Regions from separate parts of the Mus musculus genome. Here regions 1 and 2 are each linked to region 3. A link is a contact called in public promoter capture Hi-C data. All regions are on one chromosome and are shown on one strand. The core of a region is the stretch at or near the end of the contact, and the rest is flanking DNA. Distances in the headings are between cores, read along the strand shown.

What was found. Promoter capture Hi-C pulls out the DNA fragments that hold promoters and counts their contacts.
Region 1: a contact with region 3 is called in a promoter capture Hi-C map of hippocampal neurons, with 2.4 times the contacts expected there. The contact joins the promoter of Prpf19 here to the promoter of Tmem223 in region 3. A contact is called at or near these places in 3 of 39 promoter capture datasets (cranial neural crest, hippocampal neurons and liver), 1 of 115 datasets of contacts at active chromatin or transcription factors (astrocytes) and 1 of 9 other capture datasets (adipose tissue).
Region 2: a contact with region 3 is called in a promoter capture Hi-C map of pre-B cells, with 4 times the contacts expected there. The contact joins the promoter of Vps51 here to the promoter of Tmem223 in region 3. A contact is called at or near these places in 2 of 39 promoter capture datasets (the C10 cell line and pre-B cells) and 1 of 484 Hi-C or Micro-C datasets (B cells).

Annotation. Positions count from the first base shown.
Region 1 is chr19:10,893,610-10,898,047 of GRCm38.p6, reverse strand. It overlaps Prpf19 (pre-mRNA processing factor 19), which reads right to left and starts at 2,817. Exons shown (of 16, transcript NM_134129.4): 1 at 2,580-2,817; 2 at 396-545; 3 at 155-231. The coding sequence starts at 2,598.
Region 2 is chr19:6,075,626-6,079,741 of GRCm38.p6, reverse strand. Vps51 (VPS51 GARP complex subunit) reads left to right here and starts at 2,555. Exons shown (of 10, transcript NM_001081041.1): 1 at 2,555-2,791; 2 at 3,250-3,379. The coding sequence starts at 2,564. It also overlaps a transcript of Tmem262 not described here.
Region 3 is chr19:8,769,703-8,774,102 of GRCm38.p6, reverse strand. It overlaps Tmem223 (transmembrane protein 223), which reads right to left and starts at 3,107. Exons shown (of 2, transcript NM_025791.1): 1 at 2,788-3,107; 2 at 1,628-2,055. The coding sequence starts at 3,094. The coding sequence ends at 1,763. Nxf1 (nuclear RNA export factor 1) reads right to left here. Exons shown (of 21, transcript NM_016813.2): 20 at 3,783-3,843; 21 at 3,193-3,529. The coding sequence ends at 3,491. Tmem179b (transmembrane protein 179B) reads left to right here. Exons shown (of 5, transcript NM_026325.3): 2 at 411-598; 3 at 679-813; 4 at 997-1,075; 5 at 1,269-1,581. The coding sequence ends at 1,430.

The DNA.
Region 1 (4,438 bases), core at 1,568-4,067, 2.1 Mb before region 3:
GTAAGCCAAAGACCCAGACACGGTCATACATGTAAGCCAAAGACCCAGACACAGAAGAGAGAGGGGAGGGGAGGGGAGAGGAGGGAGGAGGGAGGCCCCATCTTTTCAATCCCCAGGTCCTAGCCCAGAGGTGCATTCTTTTCACAGAACTCACCCACTCATCCTGCAAGGCTTTCAGAATGGCTGGGATGCTGGTGGCGGAGGGAGGCTTGGGTCGGATTGGGTGAGCAACTGCCAAGAGAGGCAGCAAAGTAGGTATGAAGAACTAGAACCCAGGGAACTCTCCCCCACCACCCCCACCCCCAGCCACCATCTTCTCCACCAGATTGGCTCCACCCCCCACCGGTGAAGGCTGAGCTGAGCTGGCCTTGGACTTGAGGCTACTGGGCAGGCACCTTTGATGTCGATGAGCTGCTCCTCTGAGAGAGGCTGGTTGTTGATAGGATCTGTGCCATTCTCTGCAATGTACTTCTCAATGAGTCGCCGCTCATACACATGATTAGAGACAGGGGACACGCACGGGTGCTCTGGCACTTCATTGGAGACTATAGAGAAAGACAGGTAGTGAGAGTGAGCACAGGAGAAAAGGAGACGTGGGCAGAGGAGATTCTTCATTGTGTCAGCCCCAACAAGACCATGTCCTCCTAGTCAGCTATCAGGAAGCAAGGTCTGTGACAGCAAGCCTGCCCGTACTTGGTCCTACAATGCTCGCCAACTACTTAGCTAAATTCTCTGGTCTGCTGATAATAAAAGTCAATAAATAATAACTGCCCAGATCCTATGTGCCAGTACTGTACAGAGTGGTCAGTAAGTCCTGCCCATCTCATTTTTGAACCGAGATGGACAGAGAAGCACACAGAGCACAACTCAAACCTGTCATCCAGTGGGAGCCCTAGACAGATCAACAGGAGAAATTCCGAAGCAACGTGACAAGTACTGATAAAATGAAAACAAGCAAACAAAGAGCTCTGCTACTACATGCCAAGCAAGATTCTATTCTAAGCGCTTGACAGAATAGTCTGTGTACCCTTGAAGATGGCCGTTACAGCTGTCACTGACCTCCAGGACAATGCAGATACTAAGCTGACACTTGATAAACATCATAACAGGGTAAATGAGTGCAAAAGTCCCGGGGCCCAGAAAAGAATATTCCAAAGTACGAAGCCTTGAGCATGCTTAACTACCAAAATAAAAAATAAAGAAATGAAGGCCCCAAAAGCAGGCTTAAAACCAAGGTCTCTCTGACCTTCTCAGACTTGTTTCTCTACCTTCCCCTAAACAGGGTCAACTGGTTCACTTTAGCAGACAAGTGGAAGCTACCTCCACATCAGACTCTTCTGAAAGCTGCTCTAAGATAGCGACTTGTCACATCACAAAACAGCTCTTATTCACCACACAATTCTATTCAGCCTCCCATAGGTTGTGAGTCACCATCCTAAGGTTCAAGCTCCTATTCTTCTCCGTGGCTTCTCTTAGAATCACCTATTTTTGCAGGACTCCCATGCATGTGTTATTAAGTATGGATTTGTGCCATATTTAAAACCCGTATCTTGTACACGGCCTTCCTGTCCTATTCTGTTGGTTTATCACACTACTCGACGACTAAAGCTTTCTGGGAGCTTTCCCTCTTCTACCAGAGGAAGGATAGCCCTGGGCACGTAAGAGTGTGGTCTCAAAGATGGAAAGAAAACAAATCGTTTGTAAATACTTTGCAAACTGCAATTTCTCTAGTATGAGATTTCCTTTTCTGCTTGTCATTTCCCTCCTCCTTTTCCTTCTTTGAACTAATGGCAACGTTCTGAGAGGGAAATAGAGAAGGCGAGGAATCTAGTAACGTGGTAAACAATATGGGAGAACACCCGCAATGCCGTAATACAACACCCCAAGACAGGACAGCATAGTGCACGGGAAAACCATGGATCCAGGCTCAAAGAGCCAAGCTCCACTGCTTAGCTTCCTCGCACACCCCTAGGTAAACCCATTCTTCAAGACTTCCGACACCCTCTGTAACTCACGGATCTTTATTTCCCTTCAGACAATTCTTGTAAGCATAAAATGAGATCACCGTTTGGAAATGCATCGTAAATCAATACAGGTTTTCTAAACATTCGCTGTTTTCATTAGTCATACTGCGCGAGGCTAGAAGCCAGACACCTGGCTTCCAGCCCTGTCTCGAAGTCACTGCGTGATCTCTGCAAATCGGAAAGTCCGATTCCTAAGCGAGGTTTCCCAAGCAATGCCCACTGCAATGCTTTCAATTTTGCAGATGGGGAAACTGAGGCCCAAACCCGCTAGAGCCCAGATCACAATTGGAGGCGGATCCTGGGCATGTCCTCGGGTTTTTTGACACCAAGAGCTGTTTTTCACTGCACCAGCTCCTCCCCCCCACTTCTGCTCAGGCCTGTCTCAGCTCTGTAAAACGACGCCGGTTTCAAAAGACCCCTGAGACAGTCATTCTTCCCAGCTACGTGAATTGCGCAGCCCTGCGCAAATGCACCCTGCACGCAGGGCCGGGAGCTCCAGGGCCCGAGCCACAGGGGCCACACACGCTCCCGCCTCCCGCCGCAGCCAGCACTCACTCGAGCAGATCAGGGACATGGCGCCGTCGTAGCGCTGCTGCCAGTCGCCTCACAGAGGGTTCCCGGTTCTCTGCAGCCTCCGCGGGCCACTTCCGGTCCCCCGCCGCTTCCGGAGCGCTCGGACGCGGGTAGACAGCTGCCCAGCGTGGCGATGCTCGCACAACTGCTTCACGTGGGGAGGTGGCCGGTGGCGCGCCTCAGCCTTCTGCAGCTAACGGAAACTGCCCTTTCCCAGCATGCAACCGAGCAGGAAAAGGCCCGCCTCGAAACACTCGGCTGTTTCCGCATTGGCTCGGCTTCTTCCGGCGAGCGCTCCAAGAGGCCTGAGGCGGGAAGGAGAGAAGAAACTACATTTCCCATGAGGCTGCGGGGACCGCCAAGGCTCTTTTTTTTTTTTTTTTTTTTAGATGGAGCTGCTGTCACCTAGGGAACACTAGTCTTTGAAATGGTCGTGTGCAAGACAGATTTTTCAGGAGCTTGTAAAAGTGCAGATTCCTAGAGTCTGCCTTAGAGAGTCTGTAGGCATGATTCGGAGACCTGTGTTCCTTGGCCGGCTTTTGAGAAACAATGTGACCCTGTAAATAAAGCACAAATGAGTAAAGAAACTAACACTGCCTAAATTCTTGCTCTGGAAATATGGGCAAGCCAATGACTTCGTTGCCTGCTACGTTTTAAATATAGTCTGTTTTGTAAACTCAAGGGAATTTAGTTCCCAGCGTCTTATGTGTACGTTTAAAAGAATGGAAATTTGATGGGTGTGTTTGCAGAAGTCTTTAAACACAGGCACTGGGCTTCAGAGGCAGGCAGATCTCGGAGTACAAGTCCAACCTGGTTATATAGTGAGCTCCAATCCAGGGCAGTCAGAGCTGTGTAGAGAGAACATGTCTCAATAAGCAACCAAACAGTAAGAGTGGAAAGTTAGCACGACTATGGTGTTTTTCTGTGGTTTTGTTTTTGTTTTTTTGAGACTGGGTTTGTGTGTGTGTGTGTGTGTGTGTGTGTGTGTGTGTGTGTGTAGCCCTGGCTGTCCTGGAACTCAGTCTGCAGATAAGGCTGGCCTCAAACTCAAAGATCTTCCTGTCTCTGCCTTTTGAGTGCTGAAATCAAAGGTGTGTGTCATTACTATCTAGCTTAACTGTGGAATGTAGAGGTGGGATCTTTAGAATAAGACATTACAAGAATCCTGGTGGAGTTCATATAGGGAAAGAAAGAGTGAACAGGCACAAATGAACCAGTTGACTTCCATGGCAATGTGACACCAGCAAGGAAGAGGCCCTAGACATTGCCCACGTCATTCTCTTTGAACCTTGTGCTTCTAGAAATTTGAGCAAGGAGAACCCTCTTTTCTTTAAAGTAGCCTACCTCAGGTGTTTTGTTATAATAACAGTTCCCTGCCTCCTGCCAACTTCTTTTGTTTTCTCTACTAAAGACCGGACCAGATCGGCTACCAAGCCTGATACCCGAGTTCAGTCCCCAAGACACCCCCCCCACACACACACACACACAAGCACACACAGTAAAATAAATAAATAGGCTAGGCCTGGTGGCACATTGAGAGTAAGTAAATAAACTAAAATGGTATCAGTCATAATGGAGTTCTATGGTAGCAAATTAAAACTAGCTTTCTAACCTTCTAAGAAATCAGGACAGACAGAGGCAATGGCCACATGTCCTAGCCCTGCCAATCACAGCAAGCATGGTAACTATGTTCTGCCTGCCTTGGTCCTTATGAAAAGTACACTGGAGAAATCTGACCTATCAACCAGTCAGATCTCTGCACTTCCCTCTTTGTCTCCTAGCCTCCCAAGGAAAACATGCTCAGGCCTTCTCTTTTGTTTTATTTCTGCTTCCTGTCTAGG
Region 2 (4,116 bases), core at 1,306-3,805, 2.7 Mb after region 3:
GATGAATAGCCAAAGGCTTTTCCAAGCAAAGGAAGGCTTTGGCCACATCCTAGGCTCTAATTGAAGCACTAGACTTAACACAACATGTTACCACAAACTTCAATGAGCAGAGTCTGGAAATTAATCTAAATTTTCCTTTTCTTTAGATAGTATTCTGGGATGACTACAGAGTAATTCCCCCAATGCCAGCGCCTTCCCCCTCTCAGTTCTGGCCACCAGATTTCCTAGGAAACCAGAAACAGCAGAAACTTGTTTTCCCTCCAGTCAGGTCGCCAGCCTTGTCTAAGCTCTGTGGTGTTAGTGGTGCTTGTCGCCGGGGTTCTGTGCACGTCCTTTCTGTCTCTCTGCAGTGCTAGTTGGTATACTCCCAAGGCCCAAGTATCTTTATAGCATGAAAGATAAATAGGGTTTTCAAGATCACATTTAACTAGTACTAATTAACCTAGGGTTGGTTTTGTTTGAGATAAGGTCTCATTAGGCAGCCCTGGAACTCATTTTTGTAGACAAGGCTGGCCTCGAACTCACAGAGATTTACCTGCCTGGATCAAAGGATTGTGCCACTATGCCCAGCCTCATTTATTTTAGTGTGGGTGAAGTGAAGAGTGTGTGCATTGCCACAATGCATATATGATGGTCAGAGGACAACTTTCAGGAATCCACTCTTGACTGCTAAGCCGTCTCTCCAGCCCTTTTGTTTATTCAGCTTTTGGGAGAGTTTTTACATAGCCCAGGCTGCTTCAAACTTACAAGGATGACCGTGACCTTCTCCTGATCACTTGCCTGGCCCACAATGTTCTAGGCAGGTGCACATCAGTACACCTGGGTTTTATTTTCATTTTGATTTTTTTTCCTGTATGGATGAGTATTTTGCCTGCATGCACATGTATTCCTGCTCCCCATGGAGACCAAAAAGATACTGGATCCCCCCCCCCCCCAGGGTGTTACAGACAGTTGTGAGCTTGGGGATTGAACCTGGGTCATCAGGAAGAGCAGCAAGTGAAACCATCTCTCCAGCTCAAATTCACTTTCTTAAAGCTTCGTGGGCTGAGATCCTCAGATGTACAGTTTCTAAATAGCCCCCTGGATAAGAAGGCAAGAAAATGTTTTGGTCCAAGACAAGTGAATACATGATCCCTTTAGTCTGTGACAAGAGCAACCATGCATGTCAGGCTGAGAAGCAGGCTGTGGACATGGTAGCACAGACTTTTAGTCCCAGCACTCAGGAAGCAGAGGTGGCTGGATCTCTGAGTTTGAGGCCAGCCTGGTCTACAATAATGAGTTTCAGGTCAGCCAAAGTTAGAGTGAGATGATGCCTCAAAGAGGAAGAAAGAGAGAGAAAAGAAAGGAAGGGTTTGAGCTGGCACAGGGTGAACTGCTCTTGCACTTTGGTTTCCAGCATCATGACGGGTAGCTCACACATGAGCTGTAACTACAGCTCTGAGTTATCCCCTGGTCTCTGCACACATAAATACACATATAATACTGGGGGCCGGACAGATGGCGATTTAATACCATTCAGAACTGTTTTTAGCTAGGCAGTGGAGCTGGTGACAGTGTTATCACATGCCTTTAGTCTCAACACTTGGGAGGCAGACAGGTTCTACACTAGGACCAGTTCCAGGACAGTCAGGGCTAAGCAGAGAAACCGTCTTGAAAAAAATAAAAATAAAAAGTATACCATTTAGATTTTTTTTTAACTCCTAATTTTCAGATAAAAACAGTGTTTGGTCTGCTGAAACTCCTGGCAGCCCAGCACCCTATCAGCCCATCCTCGGTAACGTTTACAGTACATCATTAGTAAAGTCTCATTTTCTTCTATTTAACTCCACATATAATCTGACCTCATCCCCTCTTAAGAGCTTCGTCTTTTTTTTTTTTTTTTTTTTTTTTTTTTTTGAGACAGGGTTTCTCTGTGTAGCCCTGGCTGTCCTGGAACTCATGGAACTCACTCTGTAGACCAGGCTGGCTGGCCTCGAACTCAGAAATTCACCTGCCTCTGCCTCCCAAGTGCTGGGATTAAAGGTGTGCGCCACTACGCCCTGCTGAGAGCTTCGTTTTATGCCTACATCTTTAAAACTTCCGAATTATCCTCAATCCCAACTGCTCACGTATCACATTTCACTAACTTCTTAAGATTAACATCTTAAATTCTCTAAGTAGAATAAAGTTTCTCATATTGAATGACTCCTTGGAGACAGAACCTTGGGAAACACTGCGTTAAAGCCATATTGCAGGCTACTAAATGGACGTTTGAACCTTGCAGACCCCCCCTGTGACGCATATTCGATCTTCTGCAAGTCTCTTTCCTGTGCGGATGCAGGATTGGGACGCCACGATTCACCCAAGTAGCACAGCAAAATCACAGAAACTCAACGATCCAGAAGTTCAGTGAAACCTCTGTGCTCCAGAAGGACAAGCGCAAGACGGAACTTTAGTCTCACATATCCTACAGCTGCAGAGGAACGTTTCACCTGAAGGACCGCCTGGTTGTAGCAAGTTTCTGGTCCCCGGAAGTGCATCTGTTCCCTCCCCTGCCTCACCCCTTTGAGTTGAGGTTGGAGCTATGGCGGCTGCGGCAGCTGTGGGGCCTGGCCTAGGGTCCGGGCCTGGAGACTCCCCAGAAGGTCCCGAGGCGGACGCTCCGGAGCGTCGGCGGAAGGCTCACGGGATGCTGAAGCTTTACTACGGCCTCTCGGAGGGGGAGGTGGCGGGGCATCCCGCAGGGCCTGACCCTCTGGACCCAACCGATCTCAATGGGGCGCACTTCGACCCGGAAGTTTATCTTGACAAGGTGTGTGTGTGAAATGGGGCGGGTCCAGACCCCAAATATCTTGGACCCTAGATCTTACTCCCGATTTGGTTGCTGTGGTGACGGCAGCGGGGTTTATAAGAGGACAGCCCTTACTAGGCAATAGAGGCAGATCTGGAGGCCAAGGGAGCCTGGGCCTGACTTGAGGTCACACTGGGTCTGAGGTCTCGGTGCTGGCTCGTGGTAGTGGGTGTGACCATGCTCTTGACAGGCGCTAGGCAGGGCCTAGGTTGACTTTAAACTAAGCCAGAAGACCATGAACGCTGACAAATCCCAAATTGGGTCTAACCTGTGAAGTGTGCTACTTAAAGTGTGCCACTTATGGAATTCCTGATAAGGGTGGGATTGGAGTTGTCTTGCACTGAAATCCAACTAACGTAAAGCAGGGTAGCAGGACGTGAGTGAGCACTAACGCTGACTGTTCCTACCTGCTTCTCTAGCTGCGTAGAGAATGTCCTCTGGCCCAGCTGATGGACAGTGAGACGGACATGGTACGGCAGATCCGGGCTCTAGACAGCGACATGCAGACCCTGGTCTATGAGAACTACAACAAGTTCATCTCAGCTACAGGTGACCCCACTGGGACACACTCCTCAGTCTTACACCACCCCCACCAGGTCCTCACCCCGTGTTAAGAAAAACAGGGATTAAAGGAAAGAGACCCAGATTACAATTGGGTCCCAACCTTAATCCACTGCTGCTGAAGTGATGACTCCTGTGGGGGTGGGGTTTGTCCAAAGGACCAGCGCTGGGAAGGAAGAATGAAATGCAGTGAGTTTCTCTGCAGCACTTAGGAAGCACCAGCGTTTCAGTAAGCTTTAGCTTTGTTTGTTTATTTATATTGTGCACATGCATATGTGTGGGACACAACATTTGTGTGGGGGTCAGAAGACAACTTTCAGGAGTCTGTATTCTCCTTCCACCATGAGGGTGCCAGGGATTGAAGTCAGGTTATCAGGCTTGGTGACAAACACATTTGCCTGCTACTAAGCCATCTCAAAGTCAATTAAAATTTTTGTTAAAAATGTTATTAGTGGTAACTTTTGTTTCTGGTCAGTCTGCCTTCAGAGCAGATTTGCCACTCTCTCCCCCTCTGTCTGTATCCTCATTCCTTAAGATTTACTAATAGTTTTTGGGTCCAGGAGTCACCCCACAAACCACATGAACACCAATCTCAGTCACATAGGCACGGTTATTGAGTGCACACCCCAAGACTAATTGATTAGGGCAACAGCTCACAGATTCGGGAGCTGACAGCCACATACCTGTACACTGTCCGGGGTCAGACTTTATAAGGAAAAAGCCAT
Region 3 (4,400 bases), core at 1,858-4,357:
AGCAGAGAAATCGTGATTGTTAACAAAGTATGTGAAGTGAGGAAACATACAACTGTGTACATTTGAGTCTTGCCTACTGCTGGGTAGTTTTGGTGATAGAATACTTTGAATCACTATAGGAGTCTAAAACACCTACTTTTACAGATTAGTAGAGTTTATTGTTAAGGGACACACAAAGTCAGCGTTTACTTAGAACTCCTACTCACAGAGAAGGGCAAACTTGTGATTTCCCTTAGGTTCCTTATATTTATAGCCTTTTGAATTCGGATCCTTCTGGGCCCTGAGATTTTGTTCCCAGCAGATCCATCAGTCTCCCCGTTCATCTCAACTTGTGAACTAGTCCTTACATATGACAGAAACCTACATCTCGGGTACTGAACTGAAATGGACTTAACAGCTTCTCTCCACAGGGCTCCTTTGGTGGTAACTGTCCCTTGTATGGTGTGGCTGCACTCAATGGCTCCTCTCTGGCCTTGTTAGGTCCCTCAGCCCCTTCCCTCTGCTACTTCGTGGCTGGGGCTTCAGGCATCTTGGCACTCTACTGCCTTCTGCTTCTCTTCTTCTGGGTCTACAGCAGCTGCATCGAAGACTCCCACAGGTGATTGCCCTACTGATGACAAAGGGCCGAGGTTGAGATGAGTCCCACCTCGGCCACCAAGCTTGTTTTCTCTTTCTCAGAGGTTCTATAGGGCTCCGAATTGCTTTGGCCATCTCAGCTACAGCCATCTTCCTGATCTTAGTGTCTGCCTGTATACTTCGATTTGGCACCAATTCTTTCTGCAATTCCATCATCTCCTTGAACCTTACAATTAGGTAACGGGAGAGGGAGGGAAGCCTGACAGGGACTGTCCTTCTGTAGGGGACATGTCAGTCATTTAAGTTCCTACTTTATCCCCTTCCTCTGGCCCTTATCTCTGAGGACACAGATGTGCTTAGAGCATGTCCGTCTCCTCCCCGCCCCTTCTCACAACTTGTTTCTTTAACCTTGTTTCACAGCTGCTCTGAAGCCCAGAAAACCTCATGGACACCTTCAGGAACTGCTGTGCAGTTTTACTCCAACCTACATACTGCTGAAGTGAGACACAGGGATACGCTAAGATTAAGCAACTGTAGCTTAAGCGTGTTCACCATGTAATATGTGCTTGGCTGTACTTCATTCACAAGCTCAAAGTAGCTATGGGGCTTGTCACCTTAGTCTGATCAATGTTGTGTGGGTAGGACTGGATTGGAGCCGGCTTCCCACCTCATACTCCTGTTCTCTTTCACAGACCTCTTCTTGGGTGAATCTGATATTGTGGTGTCTGGCTTTGCTGCTCCAGGCCATGCAGTGCAAGTTTAAAGCCACATCATACCAGCCCCAAGAGAGGGGTGACCAAGAGTGGAGCTCTGAGACAGATGCTCTTGTTGGGCACCACCAGTCTCACTCCTGAAGAATACTCAAGTGCTTTCTACAACCAGAACCTCCATGCCCCAGTGCTTTTAATCCTCTTGTCTCTGTACAGCCCTGTTTATATTAGAAACCTCAGTTTTCTCCTTAAACTTTTTTGTACCAAAATAATATATTACTTTTCTTCATCATGGCATGGATTTCTTGATGTTAAATAGATGAGAGAGAGGACAGAATGATGGCTTAAGTAGGCATGTATCAAGCCTTTTGGAAGAGATTTATTGGCTGTTAGTGAATTCTGGGCACCTTTTTATTGTCCTGGTAGTCTCCTCATCCCTAAGGGTTTTGCATCGTCTGAGAAGGGTAAGCCATTTTTCACAGGCTCCGGTAGGCACCCACAGTGTTATCAAAGAGTTGAGTGTTGGGAAAGTGTCCAGCTTTGTCCAAAAGGAAGTAGAAGCGCCGGCCTTTGACTTTCAGAGGCAGCATAGCAGGAACTTCACCTCTGTGAGCCATGCAGGAAATCTGGTTCAAGGGAACTGTGAAACAGGTACCCAAGCCAAAGGGGGCATAGGTGGTCAATGTCACCTGCTGCCCTCCTGCAAGGAGCATGACAGACCGCACAGATCGGAGTGAGTAGAGGAGACCAGCACCAAGGACCAAGACTCCTGCAGGGAGGCAAAGTGGGGTAAAAGGTTATACAGACACCCCCACCCCCACCCCTTAGAGTCAAATTACTGTAATGGAAGTAACAGTTTTGAGCAATTACACTCTAAAACTCTAAAAGGTTCCTAAATCCTTTTTTTTTTTTTTTTTTTTAAGAAAGGTAGCTAGGCAGTGGTGGTGCACGCAATCACTAGGGAGGCAGAAACAGTTGAATCTCTGACCCAGCCTGGTCTACAGAGTGAGTTCCAGGGCAGCCAGAGCTGAGAAACCGTGTCTTGAAAAAACAGACAGGGTCTATTATTCCATGCTGGCTGCAAGCTTGCTATATGTTCAATAACTTTTAATTTGTGATCTTCTGTCCAAATCCAGATTACATCTGGATGCCATCATATATGTTAGGCAGTGTTGGGTTCTAAACCCTAGACCTCATGCATACTAGGCAAGCAGTCTTAGAAACCAAACTGAGCCACGTCCCCCACCCCATCGACATTTTTATAGATAGCCAGCTCTATTGTTAAACGGAGAAAATGCATTTGTGGCTTCAAAAACCTGCTCGTGGCTAGTATGAGGGGCAGATCTTGGCCTACTGTATGCAGGGTGAGGGTGCAAGGCATTCAGGGACTTTATTACACCGCACCCATATCGTGTGTCCCACTTACTTTTTTGGAAGCCCCTTTTTGCTAAGTGAGCGTTGTGCTCACAGCCCCACAGCAATCTGGAGCCCAAGCGCTTACCCATCGTGCCGCAACCAACAGCCAGCCCGTAGCGCCAGAGTGCGGAGCGCAGGTCCTGGTAGCTCCGGTTCGGAGCCTCCGCAGGTACTCGGCTCAGAGGTCTGGACAAGGCTGCAACAGCCAGGGAGGTCCAGAAGATGCCCTGACCCGCACAAAACAGTCCAAGGATGGCAAAGAAGCGGCCCCGCTCGTGCCGGAAGAGCAGCACATCCCGTGGGACGCCATTTTGCAAATACCGGGGCACATTTTGGGACCGCAGCACAGACAAAAGGTGGCTGACATTCCGCAGCGGCACAGACGCCACCATGGCGGCGCACTTCCGTCTCCGGGGCGGGACTTCCTATCACGGCGAACTTGCCCACCCCTCCTGCATTGAGGGAAACAAGCCAGTAATGGGACACAAACTACAATATCACTCTTTATCTTAAAAAGTAAAGGGAATCCTGGGGTTAAGTACACAGAGCACCTAAGTCCTTCGGGTAGTTTAGTGTCAGCTCTACAAAGTAAGCTTTGGCTTCCTGGCACCATGAGGCTCAATCTTCCGGAAGTCTTCTCTAAGTCTTCCAGAAGGTAGGTGAGGAGGATGAAGCAGCCCTTCCTCCTCAGTCACAGTTACAGGGTGGCCTCGGGCTGGACAGGAGACGGCAGATGACAGCCAGACAATATTATCCAGGGGCTATTTACAAGGGGACTTTTCTTGTGATCATTTCATAAACGCTACTTCTGGAATCTCTCCCTTGGCCTGCAGAAAGATAAAATGTAAGTAGAACCAGGCACCTCTCTCCCACCTTCCCTGCCCAGCTACTGTAGACTCCCTGGCTGTCCTGGCATTCTCTATGTAGACCAGGCTAGCCTCAAACTCAGAGATCTGGCTCCCTCCTTCCTCCCAAATGCTGGATTAAAAGGCAAGTATCACCACACCCAGCCTTCATCTGACCCTTGTTAAAGGCTCAAGAGATCCATTTTTAGCAATAAAAAAAATTCCCATACTTTACCTTGAGAAGAGTGAAGGCCTGAGCAGATCTGGTGTAGTCCCAGTTATTGTCTTGAAGGCACCTAGAGTATGATTAAAATAGGAAGCCACATAAGAACCAAAATGCAGTCAGTCACCAAAATCCAACCTATAGAAAAAGTCACCAATGTTTTTCATTAAGTTTACACAGGGTCACACCACTTGTACAAATGAAACATAAAATGTTTACCAAAAACAACCAACGTGTAGTTTTACACTGGTAGGGAAGGATTTACACGGTTTAAAAACTATGTTCCAGCTGGGCAAGGCTTTTAATCCTATCACTCTGGAGAAGCTGAAGCAGGGAGGTATCTGTTTGAGGTAAACCTGGACTACAAAGTGACTTCCAAGCAGCGAAGGCACAAGTGAGACCCTGACTCAAATATAGAACCATATATAAAAAGACTTTGGTACTAGGTATGCACCTATAGTTCTAGCTCCCTTGGAATGCTCAGGCTCACTGGAATCTAGGACTTGGTAAGGAGTTGAGCCGGGTGTGGTGGCACATGCCTTTAATCCCAGCACTCGGGAGGCAGAGGCAGGGGGATTTCTGAGTTCGAGGCCAGCCTGGTCTACAGAGTGAGTTCCAGGACAGCCAGAG